Regions from separate parts of the Zea mays genome. Here region 1 is linked to region 2. The links are chromatin contacts, called in public Hi-C maps. All regions are on one chromosome and are shown on one strand. Each heading gives the region's core, a stretch centred on a gene start, on an enhancer-like site or on the middle of the called end of the contact. The rest is flanking DNA. Distances are from core to core; before and after follow the strand shown.

What was found. A called contact is a pair of places that touch in the nucleus more often than the background predicts.
Region 1: a Hi-C map of ear shows a contact between it and region 2, with 2.8 times the contacts expected there. The contact joins the enhancer-like site here to the promoter of LOC100282862 in region 2. A contact is called at or near these places in 4 of 25 Hi-C or Micro-C datasets (ear, endosperm and tassel).

Annotation. Positions count from the first base shown.
Region 1 is chr3:137,310,960-137,317,213 of Zm-B73-REFERENCE-NAM-5.0, reverse strand. No RefSeq gene overlaps it. Among protein-coding and RNA genes, the nearest start is that of LOC103650603, 40 kb to the left of the region's middle. Within about 2 kb of position 1,928, at least 7 of the 20 cell types and tissues checked have an H3K27ac peak or open chromatin away from gene starts, as enhancers often do. A contact at or near this core is called in ear, where this site is marked.
Region 2 is chr3:137,220,275-137,227,243 of Zm-B73-REFERENCE-NAM-5.0, reverse strand. LOC100282862 (40S ribosomal protein S9) reads left to right here and starts at 2,041. Exons shown (of 3, transcript NM_001291601.2): 1 at 2,041-2,132; 2 at 2,939-3,320; 3 at 3,867-4,243. The coding sequence starts at 2,105. The coding sequence ends at 4,041.

The DNA.
Region 1 (6,254 bases), core at 679-3,178, 90 kb before region 2:
TGCGTGTGGGATCCCGACAACGCGTGAACTAACGAGTGACGAGAAGACAAGATGACACTAATAGCGGACGGGTTTGGTCACCCACTACTGATCCAGTCATGATCGAAGGAGCGATCGAGCCACAAGTAGGCCGAATAGCTAGCCGCTAGAGGAAGGAATCGAACGACTTGGATGGAGAGCGGGCTGAGCAATGGACTGTCGAGAAAAAGTTAGATCAAAACTAGATTTCATTAGATTTGGTTGTACCTACTATATAAAAGTTTTTTTGATGTATATCTAAATCTAGGTATGATAGCATATAAAAATTGAGGTGGGGCCATGACCGCCCACCCCTTGGATCCGCCTCTGCTGCTGTGGGCTTCCTCGACTCCCTGAAGAAGCCACTGTTGGCCACCGTCGCGGCCTCCACTTGCACCACGCCAGACAAGCACTTGCCCTCCGCGTCAACAAGGTTGGGGTCGACGATAAACACCCACGGGGCCGCCTGTGGGTGGATTTGAGTCCCAGAAGCCTCTAGCGCCGAGGATTCTACCGACGACGCGATGTCGTCCCCATCGTAGAGTGGGCGGAGCTAAACGGAGGAGACCCATGCCATTAGTAGAGTCACTCCTCTTCAGTCTAGGCGACATGGGCCTTCCCTTGTTGGGCTTGGACGGGCAATCCCTGGCCTAGTGGCTAGTTTTGCCACAGCTCCGGCACTGGTCACGACCGACGGCGTGGCCTTTCCCAGCACCGGTTTGCTTGCCGGTATTGGGTCGTGCCCCGACGCGGACGTCGCCTGTGGTTGCCGGACTTCGACGCGCCGGCGTCATTTCGGTATTTCTCCTTCCACCGGGCTTCCTGCTGCTCCTCCGTTAGGTACAGCTTACCCCTCGTCAACGGTGGTGGTGCATCATCAGCATCCTCGTCCGCTTTCAGCCAACCGGTGATGTCCTCCACTGTGAGGGTCGACACATCTAGTAGAGTCTCGATGGAAACTACTAGTTGCTTGTACCTTGGACGAGCGATCCGAAGATACTTCTCCACCACCTTCTCTAGAGACTCTGGGCCACCCAGCATGGCGAGCTGCGCGACAACGTCGGTGAGCCAAAGTGCGAACGCCTCCACCGACTCGCTGCCCCAGAACGACAACATCTCGTACTTGAGGCGTAGCCTCTGTGCCGCCGACTTCCGCACTCATTCATCGTCGATTCACAGCGACTTCAGGGCTTCCCAGGCCTCCTTTGTCGTCGGTTTGACGACCATCATGGAGACCATCTCCGGTGGCGTGGCGCTGCATATGACATCGAGCGCCATCCGATCGTCGCGTATGTCGATGTCGTCGATCTCCACAGCCTCCCATAGTCTGTGTGCTTGCATCTTCACCTTCATCAGCAAAACCCAATCGTTGTAGTTCATCTTTGTGAGAACCGGGTAAGTGGTCGATCCAGGCACCACGACAAGCTCGATGACGACCTCGCGAGTCCACGGACGTCGCGGCGACGATCGTCCTCACCAGAATTGCGGTGTCATCAAGCGCTCCGACGTATAGACATCCTCCTGATCTTCTTCCTCGGCTCTGATACCAAATGTTGCAAATACCGATGAGTTAAGCTGCCGACGCTCACACACACAAACTCTCCGATCAACTGAAGAACTAGAGACACGTGGTTTTGGTGAAGACCTAGAGACAGGTGGTTTTGGTGCTGTGTAAAACTTATATATCAAATTAAAACAGACTCGACTCTTATATGCACTTCATGCCGTATTTCTTGATCGTGTCATCACACGTCCTACAAACACTCTCCTGAGACTGCAAACACTACTGACGGGCCAGCTTATTCAGACTGAACAATCAAAAGAAAACCGACTAACTGAAAAAAGGAGCAGCTAAGTCCTAACTGACAAACAGGTACTAACAAGGAACACCAATGTACCATGGTAGCAGCGCGGTGGCTCTGCCACCTAGCGCCCGTCTGGACGCCGGCTCTCTCCCCGCGCTCCTGGCTGGCCTTGCCCGTCGCGCAATGACCCCCGCAGCGGCGAGGCAGCTCCAAGTGCAGCTCCTCGTCCGGGGTCTCCCTCTCCCCGCTCGCGCCGCCGTCTCCCTCATAGCCTCGTCCCATTCTCCGGGCCACGCCCGCGCAGTCTTCGACAACGCCGTCCCCACCGCCTGTGAGAACGTCTACCTCTGGACCGCCACCATCGCTGCTTACGCCAGACACGCCTCGTCCTCTCCGTCGGTAGCCGAAGGGGCGCTCACGCTGTTCCGGCTCATGCTCCGGCATGGTGTCCCTCGCCCGAACGCCTTCACGGCGAGCTCCGTGGTCAGGTGCTGCTCGGCACTGCGGGCCGTTCGAGTGGGGATCCAGGTGCACGGGTTCTTGGTGAATGCTGGACTCGGACGCGCTGAGCACGTGAGAGCCGCGTTGGTTGACATGTACGGCAACCATGGCCGGGTAGCGGATGCGAGGAGGGTGTTCGACGAAATGTCTGCCACAAGTGTGGTCCTGGGGAATACCATGGTGGCGTGCTACGTCAGGGCAGGGGATGTGGAGTCTGGGCGGGTTGTGTTTGATAGGATGGTGGAAAGGGACCTAATCTCTTGGAACACGCTGATGATGGGGTACTTGCGGCAGGGGGGTGCAGGTGTGGCAAGGGAATTGTTTGAAGAGATGCCAGACAGGAATGTGAACAGCTGGAACATGGCGATTGCTGCATACTCGCAGGAGAGGTCATGGGCTGATGCAGTTGCTGTGTTCAATCGTATGCGCCTCGCCAGATTCCAACCTGATCCCGCGACGATGGCTGTGCTGATGTCTGCCTGTGCACAGCTTGGTTCTTTGTCAGTTGCAAGACAGGTGCATGGGATTTTGAGGAAAGGCTGTGTCGAAATGAACTTCCATGTGCTGAATTCATTGATTGACATGTATGCTAAGTGTGGTAGTATCAGCCAAGCTCATTTGTTGTTTGTTGAGACACATTTAAAGGACACAGTGTCTTACAATGTGATGATCTGTGCTCTTGCACGCCATGGACATGGCAGAGATGCACTTCAGGTCTTCGATGAGATGTCTAAGGAACGATTGCAGCCAGATGCGGTCACTTTGCTTGGCGTTTTGTCAGCTTGTGCTCATGCTGGACTAGTTCATGATGGGAAGTTCTACTTTGAATCTATGAAAACAAATTATGCAATTGAGCAATCCCCAGATCACTATGCATGCATGGTGGATCTCTATGGCCGAGCTGGACTCATTAAGGAAGCATACGAATTAGCACGGGCAATGCCAATGGAACCACATGCAGGTGTCTGGGGAGCCTTGATCAATGCATGCAGGAAGCATTGCAATGTTGAAGTCGGTAAGGTTGCAGCGAGAGAGCTCATTGCTATTGAACCCAGGAATCCTGGAACTTATGTACTCCTTGCCAACACGTTGGCTCGTGGTCAGCAATGGGAATTTGTTGAGACTGTGTGGCAATCAATGAGAGGAAAGGGTATTGAGAAAACAGCAGGGTGCAGTTGGCTTGAAGTGGAAAATGTTGTTCATGAGTTCTTGATGGGAGAGTCCAGCCACCCTAATTCCGATGAGATTTACAGCATCCTTGAGCATCTGTATCTACAACTGACTTAAGTTTGGTCTTTTGCTATAAAGGAGACGAGATCATTATGCTGGATGCCTCCATATGCAGTGTCAGGCTGTAAAACCATGAAGAAATTTGTATCAGTCATTTTTATCAAGTAGGAATCAGAGACGCTGAAGGCTGTGACTTGAAATGTAAACCTTTTAGAGCAGCTGATCAAGGATGGCTTCATTTCGTAATGACTGAAGACACAATGCAATGTACTTGAAAATGTGGCAAATCATGGTATTCTGCAGAAGTGCAGAATCTATGACACGAGAAGGACAAAACCAAGTCAAGGTATGGTGCTGTGATATAATTGTATTTATTGTGCCAAATTTATGCCAGAACTGTACATTCTTACTAAGTTACCAAAATAACAGAAATTATTTTATCATTTGAATGATCAGAAAGGCTTTTTGTTCTTTCACTAAAACATTGTAGAGAGATTGATAAATAAAGTAGCAGATATTCATAACCTGTTTGTGTTTCATATATTTTGTACACATGCCTCCATTCATCTTTAACTGCTCTCACGAGGTGGAGGTTTAGATCCTGAATCTCTTGTCGAGCTGACATTTATTAGAGCTGGTGGATTGGATCTTAAGGAAAGATTAATGCAGATGAATTCAGTGCTTCATATTTCTTGATTTTATCTTGGCACAACTACTGAAACCTAAATAGAAGATTTGGCACAGGAAACATAATTATTTCTTGAATTTAGTTTTTTTGTGGTAATTTTCCTTCACCTCTTCCCCTCACGATATCTTTTGTTTAGTATCACATTTATGGCATCTAGCTAGTGGAATATTGTTTTCTGTTGCTGTAAGCATATGCTCTGCAACTGCAACAGAACTTTGCATAGCAAAAGCATGGTACTATTTTTTTCGGACATCCTGGTTCTCTCTAAAGTGTTCAGACATTTTAAACATGTAGAAATTACATATCGATGCCTGCCTAGGTACTCCATTACTAGTATGATTCAAGGCCTTCTTTTTGGTAGTAAGAGGGAGCACACCGAGTCCAATTTTGGTATCAGCTCTACCTCTACCTTGGCATGGGCTGGTAATCAAACAACTTGGGCATATGCTGAGCAAGCAATCTGCAGGATTTTCCATGACCTGATACCGTGCAAAAGCAGGGCTTCCCATGAGTTCATTTGTCCATGCTGAGCAGAGGTGCACCATTCATTAAAACTCTCGACAATAACATTGCCCATAACGTGCTGCAGAGCCTGTTTGACATGGTTCCAAAGCTAAACTTTAAGTAAAGTTGGATAAAATCTTGCTAAACAGATAAACTTTAGAGTTGTTAACTCTATTGAGTTTTTGGAGATGTAGTGCAAATTTTTTCATGCTCTGACATCTTTCAAAACCAATCTAGACATAGAGTTGTGAAAAATTTACCCATTATTATGGTTATGAGTATAATGTTTCACTTTATTTCTCCTGCATCAAAGCCTTTCTTCTCTGCGTTTGTTTTCTTTCTCATACGCTAGCCCATAATATAGTTGTCAAGGTGGGCATCACCTCATGCATGGAGGGCGACGTTTCCCATCTCAGGCCAAAAGGACAGAGGTGAGTTCTCTTTCTTGTTGATTCTTTTTAACACGTCCTCTGCTCATCCATGGAGGTGGCGGTTGAGCTGGCAAGTATGGGGTGAGTTCCCTATTCTCCCCCCTCCGTCGCTTCTCGCGGACGCCTACGCCCGCGCCCTGGGGAAGAAACTTCTCGGTCAGCTCCGCTACGGTTCGACGCGTCCGTGGACCTCGAGCGAGCGCGGGCGACGCGGCGTCGGATCTGCAGGAAGAAGGCCGATTCGGATCCGGTGGACCTCGACGGCGAGCAGGCGCAAGTGCACGACGACGAGGCGGTGAAGAAGCAATCCCGTGTGCGGAGGAGGAGCAAGCACCGACATATCCAACTCCGTCGAGGCTATTCTTCGTCGCCGCATCCGTCTCCCTCCACTCCGACCGTCGACGACATCCTCAGATCCGGATTTCTCCCCTTCACTGCTCACTCTTGGACCGTAGATCTTGCCTTCCTCAGGTACGAAGCACATCTCAATCTGGCTCCCAGGTTAATCCGTGTTCATTTGATTTAGGATTTTGTTCGTTCTTAGTTTTGTAGTTAAGCCCAATAATTCATTAAGGATCCATTTGGAACACTTGCATCAGTACTTGTCTAAAGATGGATCTGGTTAAAGAACCCGATTTTGCAGTCAACCGTTAAACATTATCACCAACATTGTCATCATCCAGATATGTGTCTAATGGCTTGCACATGGTACTAGTCCATTCCATATTTCCTACTCCTGGCAGTATGTCTAGTTTGGGATTATTTTTCCTTTAGGGTTTAGGGTCATGCAACACATTCATAGAACCTTTGATTTGCTTATTACACATACATGTGCTCAAATCCAAGGTTAAGCCGTAAACCTTATACATAATGTCTGCCAAGTCCTAGGTACATCTAGAGTTCATAAATTAATTTTTGCACTACATATCACATCATGCATACATGTTTTATTATTGTGCCTAATGTTCTGTTACACCAAGAAGGTTGCGGTTTAGGGGAACTTGAATTGCTTTTGATAGTCTGGTCTTCTGATGCTATTGTAAAAATTAATGGTACATATGTATTTCCTCTTTCATA
Region 2 (6,969 bases), core at 792-3,291:
CGGCCCAACCTCTTGTAAACTTTCCTATGATTCTTATCTATCTATTCAAGTTCATACATAGCATCCAAAGGCCATGCAAGAATTTTTTCTGCGTACTCAAATCATATAGGATTATGATTCATAACCAACTCTAATCATGTGCTTTTCTTGTTCCTGTGTTTTCATATTCTTGTGTTCCAAAGGAGGCTTTATCTTTGTAGAATTTTTATGTATTTTGTGCTCACAATGTCTTTGGGTCCTGTTTGATATGGCACCAACTCCATAGATTTTTGATTCACTCCACAACTCCAGATGGAGAGTTGGAGTTGCATGGGAGGCTAGCAATTAAAAAGAAGTTTTTACAGGTGATATGACATTCTTGCCAAGTTCAACGGGGTTAGTGGCGCGACCGCACGTGGCCAGTGATGCCGGCACACATGGCACAGTCGACGCAACGGGGCTAGGGGCACGACCATGCGTGGCCCCAGGCGGTGCAACTACGCACGACTGGTGCGTGGGAGAGCGCATGGCCGATGGTGGCTCAGGCTTGCAAGGGGACGGGTGATGGGGCCTGGGGGCGCACGATCAATGGTGGACCGAGAGCTCAAGGTCACGGACGACAGGGCAAAGAGCCTGTTTGGTTTAGCTTTTTTTCTAACCATCTTTTTCTGAGAATCTGGCTATGAAGAGAACCTAGTTGTGGGAAGAATCTAGGTATCATGGGGATTACGTGCGGATAAAGATGAAGTAGTCCAAAGGGTTCGAGATCTAGAAAGCGACGGATTACTACTATCGTGACGACTCGATCGATTCTGTGTTGTCATGTTGATTTTGAACCGTTTTTACCAAAACGATTCTTATAGAAACGGGCTGAAAAGCTAGGGCATTTGGCAGTCCGCAACAGCTTTTGATATCCAGAAGATGAAAAAAGCCCAAACAAATAGGGTCGAAGGCGGAAGCACGAGAGCGAGTAGAGGATGCTGAGAGAAAACACGATTCGATTGATAGGATACAAGGGAAAATATAAATGATTTTTTATTTGATAGCATTGATGAGTAAATACCACCGAATTGGTTTGAAGTTGAAAAACTCCATATCCAAATGAACTAGTTACATCAACTCTATCAAGTTAGTCTGCTCAAAAAAGGTGGAGTTTGGATGTTTGGCAGGTTCCACTAAATTATTGCCTAGAGATTGGTGTTGTAACCATGCTAAGCAAGTCCTTTGTGGGCACACAGGTTCGACAACATCGAGCTGCTCCCCTTTTTTCTCATCGGAGGTTTTTTATCTTTAGAACTGCTTATACCATCTCTAACAGTTCATTCAAAGTTTACTCATAAACACTATTTTGCAATGTTCTGCACTGTAGACTGCATTGTTCGCGGAGTGAAGTTTAAATATGATTATGGATGTAGGTAAGCTTATTGGAGATAGTCTTAGAGCATCTTCAACAAGGTGGCTCATCATAGTACCCTAAAAATTAAAACACTACATCATTTAAAGTGTTTAGGATACTAAAAACAAAATGCGCTCCAACAATTAAGCACTAAATCATGTATTTTTGGAAGTGAATTACATTATTTGGAAAGAAAATATTGAGAATAATGTAGAAAACAAATATAGTGCACTAGCGTGGGTGTAGTATATTTGAGTCACTTTATGAAGTGTCATATATTTTATAATAAAAATTTACAAAATAGAGTATTGTTGGAATTATTTTTTTATGAATTGTGCTTTATATCTGACACTCCTTATCTTATTCTCTATTTAAAACTTCGCTTTATAAGTAATATAGTCTACAATAAAAAAAACACTTAGCACCTATTTAGCGGTGATTGCCTCAGGAAATACTAGCAACACGGAACCACACCGAGCCTTGCATCGAGATTCACGTGCGACTAGGGTAGGGACCATTTGTGCTGTTAAATCAGGCTTGCGCTGTTGATTGGACCCGGCCCATAGTGCCCTGTAACTTGCTCGGCCCACTAGGGTTTTGGGGTGGCATATAAAAGCTGCCCTCGCGACCTAGCACCAGCCCAGCCACTCCACTCCTACCCCACACAGAAGCGGCGGCGGCGGAGCAAACGCAGGCGAAGGCGAGGGTGTGAGGGAAGGAGCACCAGCCATGGTGCACGTCAACTTCTACCGCAACTGTAAGCTCGCGCCGATGATCCCCTCCACCACTCCTCTGTTCGTTGCGCTTCGTTTCCTTTCATTTTCGTTGCGGAGGCGCCATGATCTGGTGCCGAATGGGATGCGCATAGTCCTAGTTCGTCGAGTTCTTGGCTAGTCGGCCTTACCTGACCATGGCAGGGCCTATTGAAGGCTCTCGTTGGGAGCACCAATGTTTTGTCTCGGTTTGTGTTCCCATCAGTGCCGTAGTTGCGAGGCGAGGTGAATGGTTCTTACGCCGCGACATGGAGATCGGTGGATTTAGCATGTCCACTGCTCTTGGTGGCAGTCGATCTGAGGTTTTGTAGGGCGTTGGTCGGAATCCGGCTCATGTGAAGTGATTATAAGTGGTGGCTAGCGTTGTTCTGGGATGAGCGAGCCTAATCCTCTCGTTTGCCCATGCGAAATAAACATGTTATGGATGAACATTTTGTTTGTGTAAACCCATCAGAAATTTATGTGACTATTATCTATAGGTTTTTGGCACTATGTTGTGTTTGTTTGACAAATAATTAAATTATACGGGTCATGTCACCTATTCTTTAGTATGGTCCATGCTGCAGTCGGTATTTCCATGTCAAAGTTATGCATTCTATGTTGCCTGCATTTTGTAGCTTGTTTGATCAAATGGTTACTTAATGCTCTTTTATCTTTTTATTGTGGTTAAAAAGGATATCTGGCCACTAGCTGTACATTTAGTTTCTAGTTTTTGCGCTTATGCTTTTTAACGTTTCTTAAATACCCCTAGTTATGTTTATGGTAAATTATGGTAAATGACTTCATGCAGATGGTAAGACGTTCAAGAAACCAAGGCGTCCTTATGAGAAGGAGCGTCTTGATGCTGAACTGAAGCTGGTTGGTGAGTATGGGCTGAGGTGCAAGCGTGAGCTTTGGAGGGTCCAGTATGCACTGAGCAGGATCCGTAATGCTGCAAGGCACTTGCTCACCCTTGACGAGAAGAACCCCCGTCGTATCTTTGAGGGTGAGGCACTTCTTCGCCGCATGAACCGCTATGGGCTGCTTGCTGAGGGTCAGAACAAGCTTGATTATGTTCTTGCCCTCACCGCTGAGAACTTCCTCGCAAGGCGGCTTCAAACACTTGTCTTCAAGGCTGGCATGGCCAAGTCCATTCACCATGCTCGTGTCTTGATCAAGCAGCGTCACATCAGGTACGCTTACATGGCTGCTTGTAGTACGCTTGCTCTTGGTATTGTTTATTTAAAAACCTCCATTTCAATGGAAGCGCCTGATATGAGCATGGAGTATTAATGATGCTGCCTATGTTGTAATAAATGAATTGTCAGTGATTACTTGCATGTCTTGTGAAACATTTCATGATTTCTTTGTTCTCTGTTTGACTCTGTAAATGCTTGTGCCTATGGATTAACTTCTCAAAATAGCACATAACTTTAGTTTATGTTTTTAAGTTCATTGCTTCGTTTGCCTGTCCCTAAATGTTTTCTTGGGTTTATAATGATTTTCTGTAGTCATTTCAGGCAGTGATTAGAATAACACTATTGAAGTATATATCTGTGTTTATCTTAAGCTGTTTCTGTAACATTAAAGAACTCATGATATACCATTTTTGGAATCTACTATCTTGTATAGATTAGACTAGCATGGTTAGTTGTCCCCTGAATCTATTATCTTGCTGAAATTATTTTTAAACTATGATGTTAAAGGAGATATCAATGTTTGTTTGTGGAACCTTGCAGGGTTGGCAGGCAAATTGTCAACGTCCCATCATTCATGGTGAGGGTGGAGTCTGAGAAGCACATTGACTTTTCACTGTCAAGCCCATTCGGTGGAGGCCCCGCAGGAAGGGTGAAGAGAAAGAATCAGAAGAAGGCAAGCGGTGGCGGGGATGCTGGTGATGAGGATGAGGAGTGAGGATGGACAAGTAGTGTTACACCAATATAATAATATTATCTAGTTTTCTTGAACTTGTTCGAATGATGAGTGCTTAGCTGTGTGATCTGACGCAGAGTCCCCTGTGCTGACTCTGTGTCATGGATGGTCCATTTTATCTTGTGGTATTATCAGCCTTTACATAACTGCTATGTTTGGATATGTTCAATTCTGTTGCAATTTTATGTGGTTGTTTTTTTGCGTTTTGTTGCTATTAAGCTGTTCTTTCAATCGGCTAATGATTTGCTTAAATGTTATTTATAATCTGCTTCAGCTTGTTGTACTGATTGGGTATATGATACGCTTAAAATTTTGTTGCTGTGACAGTATTGACAACTGGTCTGTGAACATTTGATATCGCGATGTGGCTAAGAATGTATTTTTGTTGATTGATTTTAGTTAACCTTTTTGGATGTTTTTTCATCAAGTTTCAAGCGTTTCAATTGATGGGCAAAGGAAATGTAGAAATGTTTATATGAGTACTACGTTTAAAATGAAAGTAAATAGAGGAAAACTAGAAACCTACTATGATGATAGGGATGATTGGGTCCGTTGGAAACATGCCACTTAAATTTTTGAAAATTTGGAAACTAGTGATTACATTGACTGTACAAGGGTTGTAATGCAGTTTCGTCAGTGTAAAAAAGGTTGCTAAGCGTGTATTTTCAGAAGTTATTAGTGGGTTTACCATGTTCGTGTAAACAGATGGTAGCTCTTATCATAACCAAAAAAATGAATGTCACATATATAAACAATGTCACATAAAAAGATTGTAAAAAAATGTAGCTAGTCAAGATTATTTCAACATTTATCATGGCATGTGGATGAAAAAAAATTAAAACATAAACATCGTTGTTTATAAATTCTTTTGGTCTTTAAATTATAGTTGTGAGTATAAATTCTATTCGTGAATTTTGGTGGATAAATGACGATGCATATAAAGAACTAATAACATTTTTAACAATGATAATTACACATTAATGTGAAAAATAAAATAAAATATGAGATCCTCAATGTGAAAAATAAAATAAAATATGAGACCCTCAATTCTAACTTCATGTGGCACGACGGTTAACTTGAGAGAAGTTTGGCTCTATTTTTAATTTATAACCTTTACTTGAGTATAGGATATCATAAAGGATTAAAAAATTATTAAGTGTAGTGTGACAAAATATGCTTAAATCATTTTATTCATCAACCCTTAACATCTCCAAAAACATTTCTTGAATTTTTTTAAAAAGACCTAGCGAAGATATGGCAAACAAATAAAGTAGCCTATGTTCGGATCTGACAATACCATACCATAATCAAAAGGTACAACGGCCCAAGCGACCAGACTTAACATAAATGTAGCCACTGGAGCCATTCTAAAAAGGGAGAAATTAGCACTACTTAGTGAAATAGGTTCTTTTAGAATCAATTTAAAACCATATGCTAGAGGTTGTAACAATCCGAACGATCCCACTACATCAGGACCCTTTCGACGTTGCACGGAAGCCATTAATTTACGTTCAGCTAGCACTAAAAAGGCTACTCCTAGTAGAAGTGGTAGAATTAAACAAAGTATTTCCGCTGGAACAGCTATGTACATTTTCGATTTTCTATTCACTCATGATCTGGCCTGACCTGGTCGACCCGATCAAACTATTGAACTTATGATCTGGCCTGGTTGACCCAATCATGATATTGAAGGATGGGACCTTTTCTCGATAAACTCCGGATCCCGAGAAGAAGCTTTCTTTTCTTTATTCTTTTTTATTTTGTTCCTCTTAAAAATTTCGAACCCAACTATATTTTTCTAACAAGTGTTTTTGTTGGGCTTCATTGCCCCCCAAGAATTTCAGGTCACCTCATCATAATTTCTAAGGTGAAAGCCTTTGGCGCGATCAACCTCCTTTGACCACTACGCTAACTCTATCTCTGCATTTGGAATTTTCAAGCCTATGTGACTAGAATTTTCGAGGTGGAGCCCTCCTGCACACCAACAATCACCAGATAGTGTTGAATAAATTCATTTCTCATTTTCCTTCCTTTTCCCTCTCTTGGCCATTCAATTGATTCAATCATTTTGAGATAAGGTTGTTGTCTTTCTCACTCCCCTACTCTCTCTCTCTCTCTCTCTCGCATAGGTCCCTGTCGGAGGTGAAATCCTATGTCCGGGTGACATAGTGCACTCGCCCTTATCCTAAGATGAGGAGGGGGTCTAGAGGTTTGCCTGATCGAATGGATGAACACAAGAACACAAGGATTTAGAGCGATTCAGGCCATCAGAGCGTAATACCCTACATCCATTGCGAGTTGTATTGCTTGAGAGTTTGAGTGTCGTGGGTCTGAGTGTTTGAGTCCTCCCCCTGTATCGCAAGTGCCCTTCATTTTATAGTCCAAGGGGGCATGTTACAAGGGAGCTGGACCCCGACAGGAGGGCCCATGAGTTACTATAATACGAAGCATGAGGCGTCGTCTAGACCTGATTGTGCTAGACCTTCTAGGCGCGTATCTCCTCTTGGTTGTCGTGCATGCTCTTGGTATCCTATCCTCTTGCCCTGTTTAGTCGAAACACATGTGTAGCCTGTTACGCTGTCGTGCGCAGGCTCTCAGTAACACACGAGGAACAGTAGAGGCCACAATGAGGGCGCCCAAATAATGCATTGAGTCAATGGTCTTGCCTTGGTAATGCACGGATAATTGTATAGCCCATGCGTTCAGGCATGGCGCACCGTGTGCATTCAATGCGGGGTGCACGCCTCATGCCACTGGCGAGGGCGAGAGCGCATCCCATCCACACTCAATGCTAGCGGCCCCCATGCTAGAGCTTACGTTCGGGGTCGCCCGACGACTTACGTTAGGTGCCCTCAGACCTCTTCTTGGACAGGGAGCAGGCCTGGGGATGAGTGGCGACGTGGCACCCCC